Regions from separate parts of the Zea mays genome. Here regions 2 and 3 are each linked to region 1. Evidence: chromatin contacts called from public Hi-C data. All regions are on one chromosome and are shown on one strand. Each heading gives the region's core, a stretch centred on a gene start, on an enhancer-like site or on the middle of the called end of the contact. The rest is flanking DNA. Distances are from core to core; before and after follow the strand shown.

Region 1 (4,433 bases), core at 1,296-3,795:
TTTATGAATTAGTTATTGTTAAATGTGAATGCCCAATAGTTTATGGTTTAGTTATTGTTAAATGTGTACACCCAATTAATTAAATGTGTATGCCAATTAGTTATTGTTAAATGTGGATGGAAAGAGGAAGATCTAATGTACCTCCAACATTGGATGAAGACTCACCTAACAGTGACACTCATCTTCCTAGCACGTTGTTTACGTCACTTGTACACAAACAAGGCGTCACAGAGGAAGTGCAAGAATGGGCCAATGAAACAGTTGGTGACACCCACCTTGTCAAGCGGATGGCAATACTTTGTCCATCAGAAAGGAAAGGAAAAAAGGACAAATTCACCGATCAATTCAAAGAGGAAGAAGAGGATGAAGACAATGACGACTCAATCTTCCACCATTATGCATGGCAATGGAAACCGGGTCAGGGACCACCAGCCGAAGTACCACCATCAATCATGTATGGTTATGGAGAAGTTCCCGCTCCATCACCATATTCAAATTTGTTAAATATGTATCTACCAAGACCATAAGACACATATGTTAAACTAAACATGTTTCTACCAAGACCATAAGACACATATGTTAAACTATTCTATGGTGTTATCTAGGTGCCTACACATGTAACTACAAGAAGTCCGATGTGTTATTTTTGTTTCGTCGATAAGTATTTATTTGTCGTTCTTGTTTTCTCGCTAATGTATCTCATATTTTTTATAGGAATATGTCTATGGAATGGGTCTATATCACGATCCTTCCAACATGACTGAGTACTATCACTATGACTCGAGCTAAATACGTGAGTATTGTGAAACAAGTCGACCTATGTGTCGTTGGAGGACTGTAACGGGGCGTTTGGATCCATTCATTTTGGAGGAATTGAAATTTCCTTAATAAAGTAACCTACTTAACTTGAAAATTGACATTCGACCACTTTCCAAGGTTCATATATAAGTCTATCTTAAATTTATGAGGTGGAGGATGGGAATGATTTTATGTATCAGTAGAATTTGTTTCTACTCTGTAACTTATAGGACGCTCTTCGACTCACTCTTCTATAGTAAAAATGTAGTACATAAATATCTCCGACATCTTCCTAATAATAGTATATAAATATATTTTGCATAAAATCAAATTAGCTTAATTGGTATGTGCCTAAATTACTATTATTACAATGGAATGCAAGTCCAAGGATCCAAACGGGACATAAAAAACTTGTATTTGAGTATTGTGAAGGTCGCTTGTTGTTTGTTGCATGAGAATTGGAGTTTGTGGTTATATATGTGTTATGTGTCATTTCGGTGAACATATGTTGTATGTGAATCAATTAATATTTACTGTGCAGCGTGAATTAAGAAAAATACAAATGAACCTGTCATTTTTTTTCATTTTTCTGTAGTAAACATAAAAAGCAGGTATTTTTGGCGAAATACCGACGATTTTGAGCGGTTTACCAGTGCGGTTCCATCGGTAAACCGACATGGGAAAATTTTAATTTGATTTAGGCAAACTGGTCGGTTTTACCGGTAAACCGCCGATTTACCATTACCGTCGGGGGACGGTTTTCGCTAGGAAAATGGCTCGTTGAACCCTTAGGGCTTATTTGGGAGCAAGTGAAATGAAGGGGATTGAGGGGACTATAATCCCTCACTATTTAAAATTGAATAGTAGAGGATTCTAACTCCTCCAATCCCCTCCATTACCCTTACTTCCAAACAAGCCCTTAATGACACCTGCTGTAGGGACTTAGGGTATGGGTGTAAGCTAATGATAACGTGAAAGGCGCTTGGCGGCTGGGCAGCAGTCGTTCCCGCTCGGGCTCGGGCTCGCTCTGGTAGTCATATATTCATTAGGCAACTGATATCGATACCGTATATCCATACCCGCGAAATATATACACGTGCATACAAAAATCTACCATATATATACCCAATTAATAATTACTTGCGTATCTATACACGTTGCCATCCTAGGTGCGGATTAGAATAAGATACCGCTTGATTGGATGGATGTGCGCAGTGCAGGTATCTGTTCATATAGGTAGTGTTTGGTTGGATGCGTGCTAACAGCCATGCACGGCGTGTGCGTTGACTTTAAGTAAGCACATGTTTGGATGGCTGCATACGAGCGAGCAGGCCTGTATATGCTGGTGCAACATAGACCAATTTGTGTCTCTCAGCCTGCACGCGCAGAAACATGGGAAGATTGTCTCCCGTGAGCCAAGCTCGGACAAGCCTGCATGTGCGTATGCAGACAAGCAATCATGAGGATAGTTACGTCTCTCGCATGCAAACATTCAAACAAGAGCTTAAACAATACAAGATGAAAGCAACCGATTATCAATGTCGACGCCAGAGAGGTGCGCCGTGGATAATTTAGCTCAGCCCTCGCTGGCCGGCAGTGAGGTGCGCCTGGAGAAGGTGGCCCCCGTAGAGCCTGGTTACTTCGGCCCGGCCCATTATGTCATCAAACAGATCCGAGCCGTCCGATTCAGGTTATTCCTCGCGACACATCCATTTATACCCCTGCCGCCGCCACTCCCATTCTTCTCTTTCTCTTAGACTATCTGCCGCTCCAGCCTTTCGCTAGGGTTTATCCACCGGCGGCGCGCGCGACGGCGGCAAGATGGTGCAGCGTCTGACCTACCGCAAGCGGCACAGCTATGCCACGAAGTCCAACCAGACGCGGGTCGTCAAGACCCCTGGTCCGGATCTCCTCGACTTCCTATCATTTTCTCTTCTGTTTCCTTTTCACTTTTGTTGGTTCCTTTGATATCTTGGTTTGAGTATGTTTTTTATGTGCTAGATTGGTTTGTTTTTCAGGTGGCAAGCTCGTGTACCAGTACACCAAGAAGAGAGCCAGCGGGCCCAAGTGTCCCGTGACCGGGAAGAAGATCCAGGGCGTGAGTGACCACTTTCTCATCATAACATACCTTATACTTGTGGCACGTAGCTCACGATTGTTCGGTTAGTCTTGCGGCCTTGGTAGGGCGATTTGTTTTGGGAAATTGGGAGTAGGTACGGTGGTGGGAAATGGCGGTATTGAAGTTGGTGGTAATCTTTCCGTAAAATGTAGTGAAGTTAGTTGTCCATATCGATATTTATGTCATTTTATAATGATTAGAATTCTTCTTAGTGTGGAAACGGGTGAAATTCGGGCTGCAACATGCAATCCTTTTTTGCACAGGCATAAAATTCATGGGATGGAATTTGATTCCCGAGCTGTGCATTTTGTTGTGTAATGGAGGCTATGGAGCCTTTCAGTCGGAATGGATTGGTGGCTCACTATAACCGGTCGAAATTTACTGAAAGCTAGGGGGTGTTCATGGCAGCTAAAGCAGTGTCTGCAAAGTGGGACACTAGCAGTAGCAGATTGCTGCTACAGCCAAACAAGCCCTAATTCTGTTATTGTCAGATGTCCAACAACAATTTCGCACTGCTTTGATAATATTATTTATTTTCTCATTATGACAATACATTCATACTAGTTTGTTTGTACAGTGCTGATTCTTATACAGCAAGCCTTCTAGGTAAGGATTTCATATGCACACTTCGTAGTTTGTACAGTGGTAATTTGATGTTGGTTTCTTTATTTATCTTATTGGCTGTCATGTGAGATCATACAGCTGAAACGTTTGAGGATGCAATCTTGGTAGTGTTTCTTGACTTCAGTTAATCAAGTTATGCACTTCCGGTGATGGTGGCATTCCCATTCTAGTTCCAAAATGTTCACCACAGCAGAAAACAGTCAACATTGACATTGTTGCATTAGCATGAATTTCTTCTTGGGAAAATGGTGGCTGATTCATATTTTGTTGGAATTCTATATTGTGAATCCCTTGATGTGTTTCTTTGTAGCATGCTTTGATGCTATTGCTTGATTTGATTCTGGAGGATGCATGTTCATGTTCTACAATTTGCCTTATTATTACTTGTCTGTGTTGGCAGTTCATCTTGGTTGCTCACACCGAGATGGTTTTCATTTTTTCAGATTCCCCATCTGAGGCCAGCTGAGTACAAAAGGTCCAGGTTGTCTAGGAACCGCAGAACTGTGAACCGTCCCTATGGGGGAGTACTATCTGGAACTGCAGTTAGAGAAAGGTTAGCAAATAGTTTCCATATATTTTGATTTGATAACCCTAAAGTTGCAAACCTCTATGTAACCCCCACATGTTTCACACTGTCTTGCAGGATCATCCGTGCTTTCCTGGTTGAAGAGCAGAAGATTGTCAAGAAGGTGTTGAAATTACAGAAGACCAAAGACAAGACTTCCTCAAAAAAGTAACTCTGAAACAGAAGTGAGCCACTCTTCTGCAGCAAGGGAAGACATTTTTGTCGACAGTTATTATCAATGGCTTAGTCTCTTCTAGCTGTTCTATTGTTCTTGTATCTTGAGCGGACAACTGGTTTCTAGGGCACCTTGAAATCTGTCTACGAGAT
Region 2 (4,601 bases), core at 1,032-3,531, 130 kb before region 1:
TCCTCTGATTAAACTTGAAAATCAAGAACACAGTCGAAGTACAAAATCGATGCAGAACCCTCGGCTCAACTAGTGTCTACCTAGAGAGAAAACTAGGAGCTCTAGAATGAGTGCTCAAAACAAATGGCAGCTAAGAGATGCTGAACTAACAAGCCCTCCCCTCTATTTATAGAGGGTTATTCTCACTTACTAAACTACCCCTATTTGCATAGAGCCTATCCACTCCACCGGGGGCGAAATGGACCAACTCCTAGGTTTTCGATCCGACGGCCACGTCCTTCACCGGAGTTGCTTCGCCTTGACGCACCCTCCGCGATCATGCAGCATGCCGCCACTGGTTCCCTCTGAAACCGCCACCGCCGAGTTTTGAGGCCCAAACTCAGCAAGACCCGCCATCCGTAGCGCTGGGTGGTTTTGAGGCCCAAACCACCAAACCTGTCGTGAGCACCGCACCTCGTGCACGTCCTCCATGATCAGACGCGTGTCCCGCCAGTCTTCGGCTATGCCGCCAACACGATCCACTCCATCATGTCCTCGCGCAAGTGTGTGTCCTAGTTGTCAGCCACCGCGGTTGGTCACTTGGCTGCTCTGATCCGTCAGTCAAGACCCATCACTCGCCCTTCACCGCTACCGGTCCATCAGCACGAGCTCGCATGACCTTCACCTCAGCCATCGACCATCGTTTCTGTGCTTCACACCTGCACACCACAACTCGACTGACATGGTTGCACAAGCATAATCTCACACTCTGGTCAGTCCACTGACTACCCCAGAGTGCTACCCATTGACAATCACTCATTATCAACCTGAACCACAAGAAACAAGTCAACCTTGTGTTCGCACTACGTCGTCTAGATACGTCTTGGGTGGCCTGCCGACCCCAAGACGACCATAAGATCTTGCTTCCCCTCCTGAGGGCAAGATCTACTTTGTCTACTTTACTCAAGATCTTTTTCTTGAATTAATCTCTTAATTCTTAGACGACTCTACGTAGTCTGTGGACACCCAGGTGACCTACCGACCCGGAGCATCCTAAGATCTCTCCCTCAAGGGGCAGGATCCTCCCTCAAGGGGCAGGATCTGGATTCCTGCAAAGAAGACGAAGACCTGCGCCATCGCGGACATAAACATAGCTTGGAATCGTTTGAAACGATTTGTTGTAGGTTAAACAAAGATGTTATTTTTTGTACCGAAATTCCTTAGAAACTTGGAAGTGTAACACCAAGAATAGGGAAGAAGGACATGTGCATTTGGAGTATTGATGACCAGGCTAAGAATCGCTGACTTTTGCGACCTGAAGGAGTCATGACTCATGAACGAATTAATAGCATCAATTTCCAAATCCGCACGGATGCATCATAAAAAGAAGCGAATCACATATCCCACACGCATTTGATTGGGCCAAATCATCATTGTGCGACAAGAATCTCTCAGCTGTAAGGAAAGGAATTCATAATAAAAAAAAATGTTCCTCGTGGTCACTGAAAGGCAACCAATGGCGCGATGCTGGAATATCCTGACTTATGTCCTGGACTCCTGGTTCTATCTAAACAATCATTATATGCTAAAGTTTAGCCAAGTAGATTAGCTAATGAGTTAGATAAAATAAATTTCACTTGGTGACGCCAAATCAAAAGGGTATTTTGTTTTGTTTCACCTACTGCTAGGTAAAAACTTCAGCTAGCTAATAGTATTAACTAATTTTTAGCTAGCTAATGTTTAGTTGGAGTGAAAGTGTGAAACCAAACATGATAATATACCCTATTGTCATAAGAGGTTTTAAGATCTTGAAAATTCAGTTCCTTTCGTATAACGTACACTATCCCCTATCTTGGTAATGACGCATGGATTTCATCAAGACCAATTGTTCAATGACCACGGAATATATATAAATAGACGTTGATGGCTACTATATGCATTTGCGTCGTTCTCTTCTCCGTTGGTTATATGGCAGAGATGTTTATAGTAAAAATTATTGCGCTGTTAAGCTTTTCAGTGTAATAGCTGTTATAATCAAGCTAACAAAAATAATAAAAAGTTCTATTTTTATGTCTTACTAATGGATCAGAACATAAAATTTAAAATATTGGTAGTGTAAATAATAAAGCATATTTACAATTTTTTAAGAAAAAAATTATAATATTTAAATATCTATAGAGAGATTTCACGGCAAGCTTAGATACCGTCGCCGAGTCTATTTCTTGTGCCGTGCAAAGCCACCTAAAGTGCCATACAAGGAAAGCATAAAAAACGCGGGGGTTTTGAAAAGGGGAAGGCGAGGCAGCGACGGGTCGTTCGGGGTTAGGACGGTGTTCGGTTCAGAGGTTGTTATTTGGCCGAGTCAGCCTCCACCACATTAACCTACCCCCCGCGCGACACCTGGTCGGACGCGAAGCAAACGCCCCACCCGCCCAAATCTCCCCCGCCCGGCCCTGCTCGGCGGCCCGCCGTCCCTCCGGCAGCACCGGAAGAAACTCCGATTGCGCCCGGCGCCCGCCAGACGCCGGCAAGCGGCAAGGGACTCTCCGCTCTGGCATCCTCCTGATGGAGAGTCAGTTTTGATCCGCGATCGGACGGCGGGTCCGGCGTGCGCGCACGCCTTCGTGTGCGTAGTGGTTCGGCCCGGTCCGGCGCGTCACGTCAATGTGTAGGTGCGACCCTGTAGCGCGACGCGGTCTATCTTTTGAAGCCAGAGCCTCCCCCGGCACCCGCCCTCGCCGTCGGAGCCCCCATCGAGCCAGTCGCTCTCGATCCCCCGGCCCTGCTGCTGCCCCTATCTTCCTCATCCTCCTCTGGTCTCCACTGCCCGCTTGATACGGCTGGTGACGCGTTGTTTTCTTCGCCCTCTTCTCCCGCGGTGCGGTGTGGAAAGCGAGCGAGCGAGCGGGAGACTAGTAGGATCTATCGGTCGCGTTGGCCCGCCGATACGTACGCCGCGGGTACCTTCCTTCCGTCCATGGCGTGTTGGGCTCGGACGGTGGGTTAGCCGCCGGGCGTGTCGCGCGGGGCGTATGGCCGCCGGTCCAGCCATGGACGCCGGAGCGGGCGTGAGCGCCCCCACCGCCGCGGCGGACGGGGCGTACGGACTCGCCCGCATCGTGGCCTGGTGTTCGTCCTCGCCCCTCTTCTTCTGGCTCCTCACCGTCGTGCTCGTCGCCGCCATCCACATCGCCTCCGGGTCCAGGCCCTCCGGCTCCAGGTAAAACTCAAAGCTTTCTTGAGCTCTGGGTTCTGATCGATCGCGTCGATTGGCGTGTTCGTTGGCACGACCGATTGATGGGCTCTTTTTGTCTCCGTTGCAGGACCCATGGGAAGGAGAGGGAGAAGGAGGAGGAGGAGGAGGAGGAGGAGAAGGCACGCCGCGATAGGTTCGCGGCTGCCGAGGAGAGGGAGGTGTCGGGCAGGCGAGACGACCGGGTTCTGGAGATGATGCGCAGTTTCAGCTTCATGAAGGCCACCGAGGAGGATTTCATGGAGGGCATGACGGCGTACGAGTGCAACGGCCGCGGCGTCGACGCCGGCTTCGCGCACGGGCTTGTTGCGCCCGAGCCGTTTGCGCCGCCGCCGGCGTTGATGGCGACGAGCCTCAGCTTCAAGTTTCACCACCAGATACCTGAAATTCCAACGGAGACGACGGTGGTTTCGAGGGAATTCACAGCAGCAAGAGAAGAGGACGGACAAGAACGAGTGGAAGAGAAGGAACCACAAATTCCCTTGGAATCATTGGTTCCGTTGCAATCTGCAGACAAGCAAGAACACCGACGAGAAGCAGAGGAAACAGAGTTCTTGGTCGATGAGCAGGTAGAAGAGCAGAGCAGGGAGGCAGCGCCACCGAAGATCGTCGCGACCACGCACAACTATCAGTTCTTGACGGAGCGCGACTTCCGGGGGTTCGTCAGGGGGCCGGAGGCCATGACGGTGCGCGTCCAGGAGTCTTTCGTGCCGCCATCGCCGCCTGCGGCGCACCAGCCCGAGGAGCGACGGGTGGTCGACGTATCTTCCCGCACCGGCCGGTTCCTCACGGAGAGGGACTTCCGGCCGGCGAACGACCCCGACGTGTGCGAGAGCGTGGCGTCTTCCGGGAAGCGGACGCCGTCGCTGCAGTCGAAGCCAGCGAGCTCTCCGTCCGTCGCGTACATGGGCGGCGCCGCCGTCGGCGGGAGGACGAGCTTCGCGTCGGAGTTCTCCGGTTTCGGCGACTCCGACTCCGAGTCCAGCGCCAGCGACGGCTACTCGGTGAAGGATCTCGCCGTCGACTCCGACAGCGACTGGTTCCTCTCGGAGAAGGACTTCCCGGCGTCCGCGCGCGACTCCGGCAACCTCAAGAGTTACAAAGCCAAGGTGCTCAAGGCGATCGAGGCCCTGGAGACCGCGGCGGCGGCCAAGCGCGAGCCACCTTACCAGGACTCAGCGACAACATTGTCGCCGGGCTCGGTCCGACAGGACTCACCAGACACCATTCCCGATGGTTCACCGAAGTTCCCTGAGGACATGTGGTCTCGCAGCCCTTCGCCGGATGTCGAGTACAAAGAGGACGAGGAGAAGGTAACACGAGAAGCTGAAGCACAGTACGACGGGGACATCGAACAGAGAAGCACGGC
Region 3 (4,275 bases), core at 594-3,093, 200 kb before region 1:
ATTTAAACCGACTCAATATAGATGTCCAAACAGGCCACCCGGCACGGACCCGGCCCGAACCCGTTTCGGCCCGGTACGAATAGGGCCTGGCCAAGCACGGCCCGTTGATGCTTCGGGCCAGGTCGGGCTGGCCCACGTGCCTAAGGACATGCCCAAACCCGGCACGCACAGGGAAAAATCGTGCCGGGCCGGCCCGTTGGCCCGGTGGGCCTCAACGGACCGGACCGGGCACTGGCCCGAACCAACAGTAGAACGGTATATAAATACATATATTTAACAGAATTAATATATATAATAGCATATTATTTATATATATTAAGACAACAAAATATTTATGTATGCATTTTATATATGTTTGGCCGCGTATTTAGTATTTACATACTATGAAAGAATTAAATGTATTTACATATTTAATATTTACATAAATATGCGGGCCACCGTCGGGCCGACCCATTTATCGGGCCGGGCCGGGCCAAAGCACGCGGGCCGCCGTATCTGCCCATACCCGGCCCGCTAAACGGGTCGTGCCGGCCCGGGCCCGTAACCGACCGTGTCGGGCCATGTTTGGATCGGGCTAAATTCGTGTCGTGCCACGGGCCAAACGGGCGGCCCGCACTGTTTGGACATCTATACGACTCAATATCACCCAATCCAGATGGATTAACAGTGAAATGAACAAGGCCTAAGGTGGATTGGAGTGAAAATTAGGTTAATTTACACTCAATCCACTTCAATACATATGTATCGGGTGAATATTAGAGTACTAAACAAAGTCGTAGTGGGATAGCGCTGCCACTTACGCGTTCGTGCGCACGGATGTAGGGCACCACGTCTGCCATGTCTCTACTCCTATAAAAATTAGTTTTGTGTGTCATCCGCAAAGCGCAAACCTATTCTTATTCTAGCTTCTCGTCTTTCAGTGATCGTTACCTCACACATGTGAAATTAGATATGTTCTTTTCCATCTCTTCTCGTCTACTAGTGTGTCGTTACTACACAGATAAACCATGAAAAACCATCCAAATATAACATGACAGGAAATTACACAGCGCAGCGCTTACACTTAGTATCACCTCGCTAGCTGCAGTAGGACGAACGACCGAGCGACCTATTAAAAGAAGAGGTCGAGCTCTTTTTCAACTCATACCTTTTTAGTCTTTTGACTAAAATAAAGTGTAATATTTGTTATTCTTGATTTAATATCTGGTACGTGGGCTCAGTTGTACTGCTGGTAGAGTCTGTCACCCTCGGAGGCGACCCGTCAGGGAAGAAAGATTCCAGAGCTGTCTTGTGGTCAGCATGCCACCTAAGATGCCTCTAGACGGTAGAGTCGAAGAGTAGTGAAGATTAGGGATGAAAAAGATTAATTACTACTGTTAAAGGCAATGATAATAGATTGATTGGTTCGAATGTATTGTGTTTCAATCGGTTGTTCCCTTTATATATAGAAAGAGGTCTGGACCTATTTCTAGACCTATCCCAATCGATGCTTACGTGCTTAGTTGGATAAACACGTGCAAGACAAGGACTCTCACTTTATTTAATCTATTTGTGGATCGTTCGAGCTACATTTGCAGTCCGCCCGATACGTACCATTCGAACCACATGGCCGGACCCGTCCATTCGTTGCCACTATCAAATATAGTGCTCAACAAGTTCTTATAAATAAAAACTGAGCTTCCAGACGAAATCGAAATTCACGTGAACAAGTGACAGTGCACATTTCACATTGGAAAATTATCACATCGAAGTGCAAACGACGAAGGAGGCCTAATGTACCATATACGAGCCTGATCCATAAAATGTCAATTTCTTTCACGTTAATGGGCCTGTGCAGAAGCCCAAAAGTATCCAGGAGACAGAGAAGGTTTAGGGTCTCTCATATCTGGCGTTGCGACTTTGCGAGCCTGCAATGGGCTTCACCAGTCACATCGGCCATCTTCTCCTTTTCCCCGGAGCAAAAATACGTCATCTTTCAAAGAGGCTAGCTTCCGGCCCAGTACCGACACTTACAGATAGGGTTAGAAACGAGCTCCAAACTCGGTTTAGTTCGTCCATTCAACGAGCTGGAAAAAAAAAACTGACTCAGCTCGTGAGATGCACTTTAACCATTATTATTATATTTTATAATAAGTTAATAGCATATAAATATGAAACATTGAATCATCATTCTAAATAACCTAAATTACAAATCGTTGTATATTCATCACCAAAAGGCACTGCTCGACCCCGGGCCGACGCTAGTGACGAACCGCTCCGAGATCGAGCATGCTCTTAAATCCCTAATCCTCCCCAAATTTCAAAAAAAAAACTACTAATTTTTTTAGCTGATCACCAAGTAAATAATGTAAAATACTTTCTAACAGCCTCCTCAATCGATATAATTTGTTCCACCTAAACTTAGATTCGTCCGTGGGGTACACAGACACAACTACTCGAGGAGGCATAAAAGTAACAGCAAACCTCTTATTCGGTTGCAGTGTGCATCAGCGAATCTGTAACCGATGCCTACCCTGACATCATCTCAACTCAGCAGAGAACATTATTTTATTTTTTTCTGGAGGAACGACCTTAGCTGGCCTTGCTTCGTTCCCATCCCATGACGATGACGCGGTCCGCAGCAGAAGAGTCAATCAAGCGCCGGGACGGAAAAGCATGACAAGAGAACGTAACCAACCGCCGCCGACGACGACGAGGTGCTAGTGCGTAGCAAAGTCGGCGGCGCGTTCCCGCGCGCGCCGACGACGGCCGCACCGCGACAAGCAGCAGCCGAACCAAAATGTACGCAGAAGCCCAAATGCATGCATGTATCCATCTCGACGACGGCCGTCTCGGCGCCTCCCGTTCCCACGCGGCCACACCCACACCGCGCAAAATAGAGACAGCCGACGACGACGAGAACGCTGACCGTGACCGTACATCCTTCTCGGCCGACGACGCCCACGCTGCTTTCGGCCCCCGCTTTCCGTCGCGTGTGATCTTCTTATCGCCCGCAAGGCTGCTGCAATATTCGGCTCTGCCTCTGGCCCTCTGCGTGACGAGGTACGTCCACGCTCCTCCGGCGGCACAGAGTTTGCTTAGCATCGTTGCTCTCCAAAGCGAGGAAGGAACCCCTTTTTTTCACCTGTGCACATCGCGCGGCCCCATCCATGGCTGGAAAGCGACACAATGCAAGAAAGTAGCTGAACTAGAGTGCTAGATCGATTCGATCGTATCTTACACCCTCCCCCCCCCCCCCCCCCCTGCTACGTACGTGCCGTCCGCGCCCCTCTTTGGCGACGGCCGTGCGCGCATATGCATGGCCCTCAGCTCGAAAACCTCGCGCTCACCGTCCACTTCCGGCGGCGGTATCCGAGCCACCAACAAGCATGGGGGCGGGGGCCACTGAAATCCAGGCTCCCTCTTTCGTCTTGCTTGCCTGCTGCGTGCTGCCTACGCACTCACTGAGCTACTGCAGGCTACAGCTGCTCGTCGTTGGGCCGGGCGTTAGGTACGTGGGGGCAGCCAAGCATACGCTGCCATTGTACTCAGCTCCGCTGAATAGCGCCTAATTAAGTGGGGCTCTAGACAATTATATTTCCGGGACCGGCGGCGCGAACCCGGCCAGCTCCGAATGATTGGATTTGCTGCAGCATGAACGGGACGGCTCTGACATGGTTAAGGGCTCAGCGATGCTCCGGCTGTACTTATTAACTGTTGTTGATGCGAGCAGTCGAGCCATTTCACGCGCCGTTTCAACGGTTGGTGTTTCTGGAAAACACGGTGTCGTAGCAGTCAGATGTTTGTACCCTGAACTGTTTTACAACCGCGCCCGTGAACTTTTTGGTTTTACTTTTGGTGTTTCTAGAAAAACATAGTGTTCATTTTGGATTAAAACCAACTGTTCGGACCATTACAGCTGCAATTCATGAAGAGGGAGCCTAAAGCCAAGCGAACAAGGATTTCTCTTCATCGAGGTGTCCATTTATTTTTCTTCTCCAGCGTCGTGAACTTTTCTTTTCACCAAATCCGTGAAAACCGATCCTACTCCTACCCGTTCTTTTCCCGTCTGGATATGCAACAAGCAACGTTTCCCTCGTCGCTTTCAGCAGGTCTCTTTCCCTTCACAGATGGCAAAATTTGTCGGTTTTTACTCCAAGATGAGTACGAAGTACGAACCCTCTTTTTCTCCCTATAGCACGCAACAAGGTTTTACTGTTCTTGCAGATGTTGATTTGGAGTGAAGACCAAATGTTAACACCAAATTTGTATCTGAACGATCGGACGGTCAGGTCA

What was found. A called contact is a pair of places that touch in the nucleus more often than the background predicts.
Region 2: a contact with region 1 is called in a Hi-C map of ear, with 2.1 times the contacts expected there. The contact joins the promoter of LOC103632738 here to the promoter of LOC100193910 in region 1. A contact is called at or near these places in 4 of 25 Hi-C or Micro-C datasets (ear and leaf).
Region 3: a contact with region 1 is called in a Hi-C map of leaf, with 6 times the contacts expected there. The contact joins the enhancer-like site here to the promoter of LOC100193910 in region 1. A contact is called at or near these places in 5 of 25 Hi-C or Micro-C datasets (bundle sheath, ear, leaf and 1 more).

The regions. Positions count from the first base shown.
Region 1 is chr7:116,652,321-116,656,753 of Zm-B73-REFERENCE-NAM-5.0, reverse strand. LOC100193910 (60S ribosomal protein L34) reads left to right here and starts at 2,545. Exons shown (of 4, transcript NM_001138982.1): 1 at 2,545-2,698; 2 at 2,817-2,896; 3 at 3,985-4,094; 4 at 4,185-4,433. The coding sequence starts at 2,620. The coding sequence ends at 4,278.
Region 2 is chr7:116,781,466-116,786,066 of Zm-B73-REFERENCE-NAM-5.0, reverse strand. LOC103632738 reads left to right here and starts at 2,281. Exons shown (of 5, transcript XM_008654480.3): 1 at 2,281-3,199; 2 at 3,303-4,601. The coding sequence starts at 3,012.
Region 3 is chr7:116,851,264-116,855,538 of Zm-B73-REFERENCE-NAM-5.0, reverse strand. No RefSeq gene overlaps it. Among protein-coding and RNA genes, the nearest start is that of LOC103632738, 70 kb to the right of the region's middle. Within about 2 kb of position 1,843, at least 18 of the 20 cell types and tissues checked have an H3K27ac peak or open chromatin away from gene starts, as enhancers often do. A contact at or near this core is called in bundle sheath, ear, leaf and 1 more, where this site is marked.